Regions from separate parts of the Rattus norvegicus genome. Here region 2 is linked to region 1. A link is a contact called in public Hi-C data. All regions are on one chromosome and are shown on one strand. Each heading gives the region's core, a stretch centred on a gene start, on an enhancer-like site or on the middle of the called end of the contact. The rest is flanking DNA. Distances are from core to core; before and after follow the strand shown. Region 1 overlaps Dlc1 (DLC1 Rho GTPase activating protein). Region 2 has its middle 76 kb from the start of Trmt9b.

Region 1 (3,437 bases), core at 256-2,755:
GATGTCAACCAGTACACAGTTTAGAGAATAGCAGCACTTTGCAGCTTCATGGCCTGAAGGAGGAAAATGAGTCAATTTGTATCAGCTGACAAGGCAGAGTTTCAGTGACAGTATGTAGCTTAAGTGGACCTAGGAAGTTGAGACAAAAATTGCAGACAATGACAGCAGCTTGACATTTTCCAGGCTGTGGAGCGGGGGTTCTCAACCTTCCCAATGCTGTGACCCTTTTACACAGTTACTCATGATATGGTGACCCCCAACCATAAAATTCTTCGTAACTGTAATTTTGCTACTGTTATGAATTATATTTTTGGGGATAAATGTTTGCCAAAGGGCAATCTGAAGGTTGAGAATCACTGCTATAGAGGCTGAACAGTAGAACTTCTGGGCTTTCTGGGTGTTTTCTAATCAAACTGGAGACTTACAATATCACAAAGTCTAGTTTAGGAAAACTTTCTTAGTGGGGAACAAGAGCATGAAATTAGCACACTTGATATGAACAGTTAACCTCTGGACAGACTACAACATCTGGTGTCAGATTTAGCCATTTGATAATATCAGAGATGAGCCAGGAATTCAAGGTGAACTTTGATCTTGCTAAACCTTGATTATTAAATTATATCCTTTCCATCTCAGAGCATGGACATGAATTGTTCATGATACAAGATTACATTACCTGTTCCCCAGTACTGCTGCCTAGTTATCAAGTGGATGTAACAGTGTTGTGAGAACTAAGATATCACAGGAGGGATGTGGAAGAAGGAAAAGGCAATTGCTCAGTGCTGAGAAGAAAGCTCGCACTTACCCTAATTTCTGCCTCCACATCAGGATGATTTGACTGTTACTATGTGGACCACACAGAGCCCATTCTAATGCTAACACATTCTATGGTCTTTTCAGTCTTAAGGTCTTTGCCCTGCATAGTTCCTGTCTGAAATTCTCTTCTCTTGGCTCTTTTTATCCGTGAAGTTGGCGTCTCATCAGATTCCATGGTCCCAGAGAGGCCTTTGTAGATTGTCCTATCATAGGCTTAACTAGCTCATGTCTACTTTCTCTGATAGAGACTTTTGGTTTTCCCTTTTCAGGAGGCCTTGTGTCCTTTATTCAGCACTATGTGAACCAGTCCCACACTGTAGAAGGCATGGGGTCAGTGTTGGTCTCAGCCATCACTGGGAGTCTGTACTTTTACATAGGACCAAAACATCAACCAGACCATCTTTTTTTTTTTTTTCAGAGCTGGGGACTGAACCCAGGGCCTTGTGCTTGCTAGGCAAGCGCTCTACTGCTGAGCTAAATCCCCAACCCCTAACTAGACCATCTTATAGACAATTCTAAGTCCTAGTTTTGTTAAAATCTGCCATGATAACCCACACAGCTAATCTGCAACTTGATGTTTCACTTTGAGTTTCTTTGTAGTTGGGGATTTGCTCCTTGGGATACTTGTCCCCTGGGGGTGGTGCCCTTGTTTCTGGACTTCTACTGCAGTGTGTTCTGTAAGCAAGTGCTGTAAGAACTCAGCCTGCGTCATCCACAAAAGGAATGCTAAGCATTTACTTTTACTCTTTGGACTTCTTGCGGACCTTGAAGCTACCTGGTATACTATTACTCCTACTTGACGGATTAATGCGCTGACACTCAAGTAATTAATTCGCCCCACATCATAAAACTGAAGTGTAAATTGACCCCTGCCTCTTCTTCTAAAAAACATCCCTCTCCCTATTATACTAAAAGCCTGGGAGAGGTGAAAAGTAAATTAATGTGAATTCTTTTGCTATGATACCGAATCTAAGGTCATTGGTTAAAGTATTTTCACATGCTCTCCCCACGAAACAAAAATAAAATAGCAAACCAAACTAACACCAGTGACTGCTAAAACACCATGCAAAAGGCTCTTAGAATTTTGTTGTCCAACAGCCTCGGAGAACCATCTCATGTAGCCTGCCAGGCGAACTCAACCATTTCTCAATATTGGGCGATTGCAACATGGATTTTGCTTGGAACTGTTCACATTTGGCAGCAAAGCTACAATTCAAACAGTCAAGAACCAAGCTGCATGCTTTTGTGTCTTTGCTTTACTTGGCTAAAGACAATCAGGTACAAAGGTGGATCCTCCCTTAACCCTTTCCGGGCATCAAGAAGCTCTTTAAAAATGGAAAGGAATTCCTATAGTAGTGAATTTGTTTCTTAGGATGTGAGAGTTATAGGGCAGTGTGCCCGCGTGCATGTATACTCATGTTTGTATGATTGTATGTATTTTGACCACATCTGTGCTCCCGTTCTAGTCCTTTTCTGTAGTGGCTCTCCATCAGGATCTTGGGCAGTTTACTATTGGACTTTAGCTTCAGAGGAAAGAGACAAAAGCAGGAGGAGGAGAAAGAAGTAAAGCTTTTGGAAGAGCAAGCGGTGCTCTCAACCCTCCAGACTTCTCTCTAGCCCCTATGGTGAAGAGAGGGAACAGACAATAAAGTCAAGGTTTCTGCCCTGGCTTCCTGGATGTCATGCCAACCTCTGCTGGAAGTCAGTGTGCTGATCTCCTCTTTGAATGGATTTCCCTACTCTGTTCTTCTTAGTCAAACGTTGCTCCCAGTTTCCACTTGTACACTGCTACTTCGAACCTCTTTGTTTTGTAGCCCCAAGGACTGGCACAGAAATCTCTGAGCTTCTGCAGATTCTTCTTTGGATTAAGGGCAGGTGATTTTTTTTTAAATTGTCATACCCTATTAGGCTTCTTGGAAAACTTTTCAAGTATTAACCAAAATCTGTGATTTCCCCACCCTAATTTTTTGTGGACAACTCGCATAATAAGGAAAAAAATCCCACATATTTCTAATTCATTTACTTTTCTCTAATTCTCATTCACTTACATTTTATCCCACCAAAACACTAATTATTATCTGAGACGCTTTTCAGTTCCCTGAATAAGCATTGCCAAATTCCCCATGTTTAAGATGTACCTCATATTTTCTCTAGGCTTAAACTCTTGCCACATTTGGATGCACATAGTAAATCTGTGTCCAGACACTTTCAACATCTTCTTCAACTGGGACAAATGTCTTCCTCTTCTGATAATTAGCTTATATTGATTCAATCTGCATTCCATTTCGTATAATTCTTAGCAAACTAATTCTCATTTCAATTTCCATTTCACAACTCCAGTCCTCTTACTTGTGTGAAGCCTCACAGAGGTCCAGAAAGTACCCTGTAGGAACCATTCTGTTGACAAATCTGAGAGGAAATACTTTGAGTCAGATTGATATTTTCCCTTTGGGAGGGAAGTATACTAGACTATAGGATGTGGAGAGCCAGGGTTAGCCTACTTGGTTTGGCCCACTGATATCTAGGGCTCTGTGTGAAAAGCTGATCCATCTCTTCAGTGCCTTTGACTCCCAGAGAGCTCTCCACAGGAGGAATTACTGGCCACAGCGTATCTCAATATG
Region 2 (3,437 bases), core at 440-2,939, 290 kb before region 1:
AATATTAAATAAAAACTTAAATATCACCAAACCGAAAAGACCTGTCAAAAACATCTCAACGCCCAATGTGCGTTTACACCGGGGAACGCTGAGCTCTTGGAGCGTAGAAAGTCACACATGTTTGAGAGGGGTACAATTGGTATTGTAAATCACAGCTGGGACTGGCAGAAGGTTTTTGTAAAAGTTGAGAAGGTTTCTTGGAAATATTTAGACCTAAAAAAGCAGAAAAAGCAAACAGAAAAATTGAGGCTGATCAGAAAGTAAACAACTCCCCCCATGTTCTTACCCAGGAGCATAATTACCAACAGACGTCCTACACGAAGAACACAAAAGTCACACGGAAAAATTAGAAACAGGCAGGGACCCCGGTGGAGCGATACGGAAACCAACCCACCCACAAAACTCTCAACCCAAAACTTATCCTGTCTAAAAGAAATGCGGGGGGGGGGGGGGGGGGGAGGAGGGCTGGAGAGATGGCTCAGCTGTTAACAGCACTGGCTGCTCTTCCAGAGGTCCTGAGTTCAGTTCCCAGCAACCACATGGTGGCTCACAACCATCTGTAATGAGATCTGATGTCCCGTTCTGGTGTGTCTGAAGTCAGTGACAGTGTACTCATATACATAAAATAAATAAATAAATAAATAAATAAATAAATAAATAAATCTTTAAAAGAGAGAGAGGGAGAAATGCAGGGACAGGGGATGGAGCAGAGTCTAAGGGAATGGCCATCCAATAACCGGCCCAACTTGAGACCCATTCCATAGGCAAGGACCAATCCCTGACATGATTACTGGAGAAGTGACAGTCAGTCCGGCGACTCTGATCAACATGATACTCTGTTACGCTTGCAGACAGGATTCTAGGACAACTGTCCTCTGAGGGGCTCCACAGACCAACTGACTCATACAGATACAGACAATCACAGTCAAACAGTGGATGGAGCCTGGGGACTGGTATGGAAGAATAGGAGGAAGAAGGATTGTGGACCCTAAGGGGATAGGAACTCTACAAGAAGACCAACAGAGTCAACTAACCTGGACCCTCGGGGCTCTCAGAGACGGAACCACCAACAAAGAACATACACAGGCTAGCACTAGGCCTTCCGGCTCATACGTAGCAGATGTGCAGCTTGGTTTTCATGTGGGTCCTGAACAACTGGAATGGGGGCTAGCCCAAAAGCTGTTCCCTGTGGGATATGTTCTTCTAGCTATGCCTTGTCTGGCCCCAGTGGGAGAGAAGCGCCTAGCCTCCCATAGACTTGAAGTGCCAGGTGAAGGGATATCGGGGAGGGGGGGGGGGCAGCTCAGAGGAGAAGGGGAGGGAGAAAAGGATTGGGGGAGGTGACCAGGAGGAGGACAGTGAACAGGATGTAAAATGAATAACTAAAAAAAAGAAAGAAAGAGAGAAAGAAAGGAAGGAAGGAAGGAAGGAAGGAAGGAAGGAAGGAAGGAAGGAAGAAAGATTAAAAACCAAACGCTTTTCGTGGTTCGGGGATTCTGTAGGTTACAAAAATTTGTTGGGGTCAGTAATAAATTCGACCCTCCTGGAGAACAGGAGAGCTAGGTGCAAGGCTTCCTCCGGTTTTAGCTTGTTTCAGTCAGCAAATTTTCAAATACAGTCAACCAAGCAGTAAAGCTTTAGCCCTTGAGTCGCTAGATGGCGCTAAACCCACTTGTGGAGAACCCGAGGAAGCCATCAGCGTGGGACAACCAAGACTGTAAAACAAGTTTCCTATGTGGTTCCATTTTAAATGTTCATACTCAGATACAGACACAGATGAATTTAAAAAAAAATGCCATTTGGCACATTTAGACCTAATTGAATTTAATAAGAACAGAACAGAACTGGAGAAGTGACAGCCAGCCCAGCGACTCTGGTCAACCTTTGTCAGGACGAAACCCAATCTCCAAACTCTAGAAGCTCCAGGAACAAAACAGGAAGCAAACACACTGTGGACTTTTCTTTGCAGATAAAGCCCGACATTTGTAATATTTGTGTAGAGACAATGGGGCCTGGATAATAAAGGCTCACGGAGAACATGCAAGAGGATAATATAGAATTAACCGAAAAGAAGTTATGAGGGCTTAGAACACATGGACTCACACGGTATCATATCATAAGGGAGGGAACCACGTATTTCAGAACAGCAAGTCGCAGGGAGCAGAAAGTGAACCTTTGAGCCAGAGATTCTGAACCGGAAGGAGCCTCGACAGAAACAGAACTGGGCCAGAAGATGAAATAACTTGCCCAAAATTACTTAGGTCATTAGTGGCAGCTGTGTGAGGAACCCTCGCTGTGGCTAACTGGTGTCTTTTTTGTTTTCTTTTCCATAAGGCACATGTCTAACTGAAACCCCTTCACAGAGGCTAATGAAATGCATGCAGAAGCCTCCCCTCGCTCGCTCTCCACTCTCTGCACACACGTGTACATGTGCACACACATCCACCATTATAAACATATACAGGAAATTGAAGGGAGCCGTTCTGAAGCCTCGGCAGTGCCCAGTCGCTGTTGCCCCAGATAACATATCAAACGCCCGGCTGGAAACGAGCTGCGCTGGCCTTCACACAGGAAGTCTGACTCCAGCTGTTGGCTCCTATTTAACAATCTGCCCCATATTCACAAAGAATGCCAGGACAAAACCACACGAGGGTAAAATAGACAGAAACCAACCGGCGATCTTTTCCTAAGGAAGGGCACTTGAATCCGAGAAGTTTAAAGGGAGGCCTGTTGACTGTGCAGGAAACTTGGTAACTGTGACGTCATTGTCTTATCCAGCCCAGAGAAACAGCCTTTTACAGCAGTTCTTCAAATTAACTCTGACTCAGAGTCACATTTAATCTCGACTGCTCTTAATAGTTCTAATTATCGTTTGATACATTTTGATCCCATGAGAGGCATTGAAGGGACCTTTCCTAGTAGCTACCCCTACATAGAAGCCTTGGGGTAAGACAAGGCTTAGGGTAGGACTGTTTCCAGCCCCTTAAAACAAAATAGGGTGAGTTACCTATTGTCTCATATATCTTCTTTTCAGTGAGGAAGTGAGAGTCTATGGCTTATGGCATAGGAGACCCCATAAACCAGCTGTTCTCAACCTGTGGGTCATATATATATTATATGTCCTATATATCAGATATTTACACTAACATTCATAACTAGAAAAATTATGGTTATGGCATAGCAATAAAAATAATTTTAAGGTTGGGGTCACCATAACATTAGGAACTGTATTAAAGGGTCGCAGCATTAGGAAGGCTGAGAACCACTGCTGGAAACTGTAGGCTATTTTCCCACCCACCTCCCACCCCTCCCCTGGTTTAATTTTCTCTTTTGTCTCAACAGTAGGGGCTTGGCCTCAAGAGAGGAAGGAAAAAATGACCTGGTGCCTCTTTTGCAGTGGGGTCAATTTGGAAGTCTTTATAAGACTAACAGAGACA

The links. A called contact is a pair of places that touch in the nucleus more often than the background predicts.
Region 2: a Hi-C map of liver shows a contact between it and region 1, with 5 times the contacts expected there. The contact joins two enhancer-like sites. A contact is called at or near these places in 11 of 12 Hi-C or Micro-C datasets (the A7r5 cell line, the Rat2 cell line, Schwann cells and 7 more).

The regions. Positions count from the first base shown.
Region 1 is chr16:62,122,644-62,126,080 of GRCr8, reverse strand. All of the region lies in intron 4 of Dlc1 (DLC1 Rho GTPase activating protein), which reads right to left. Among named protein-coding and RNA genes, the nearest start is that of Dlc1, 130 kb to the right of the region's middle. Within about 2 kb of position 1,505, at least 9 of the 93 cell types and tissues checked have an H3K27ac peak or open chromatin away from gene starts, as enhancers often do. A contact at or near this core is called in liver, where this site is marked.
Region 2 is chr16:62,417,718-62,421,154 of GRCr8, reverse strand. No RefSeq gene overlaps it. Among named protein-coding and RNA genes, the nearest start is that of Trmt9b, 76 kb to the left of the region's middle. Within about 2 kb of position 1,689, at least 12 of the 93 cell types and tissues checked have an H3K27ac peak or open chromatin away from gene starts, as enhancers often do. A contact at or near this core is called in liver, where this site is marked.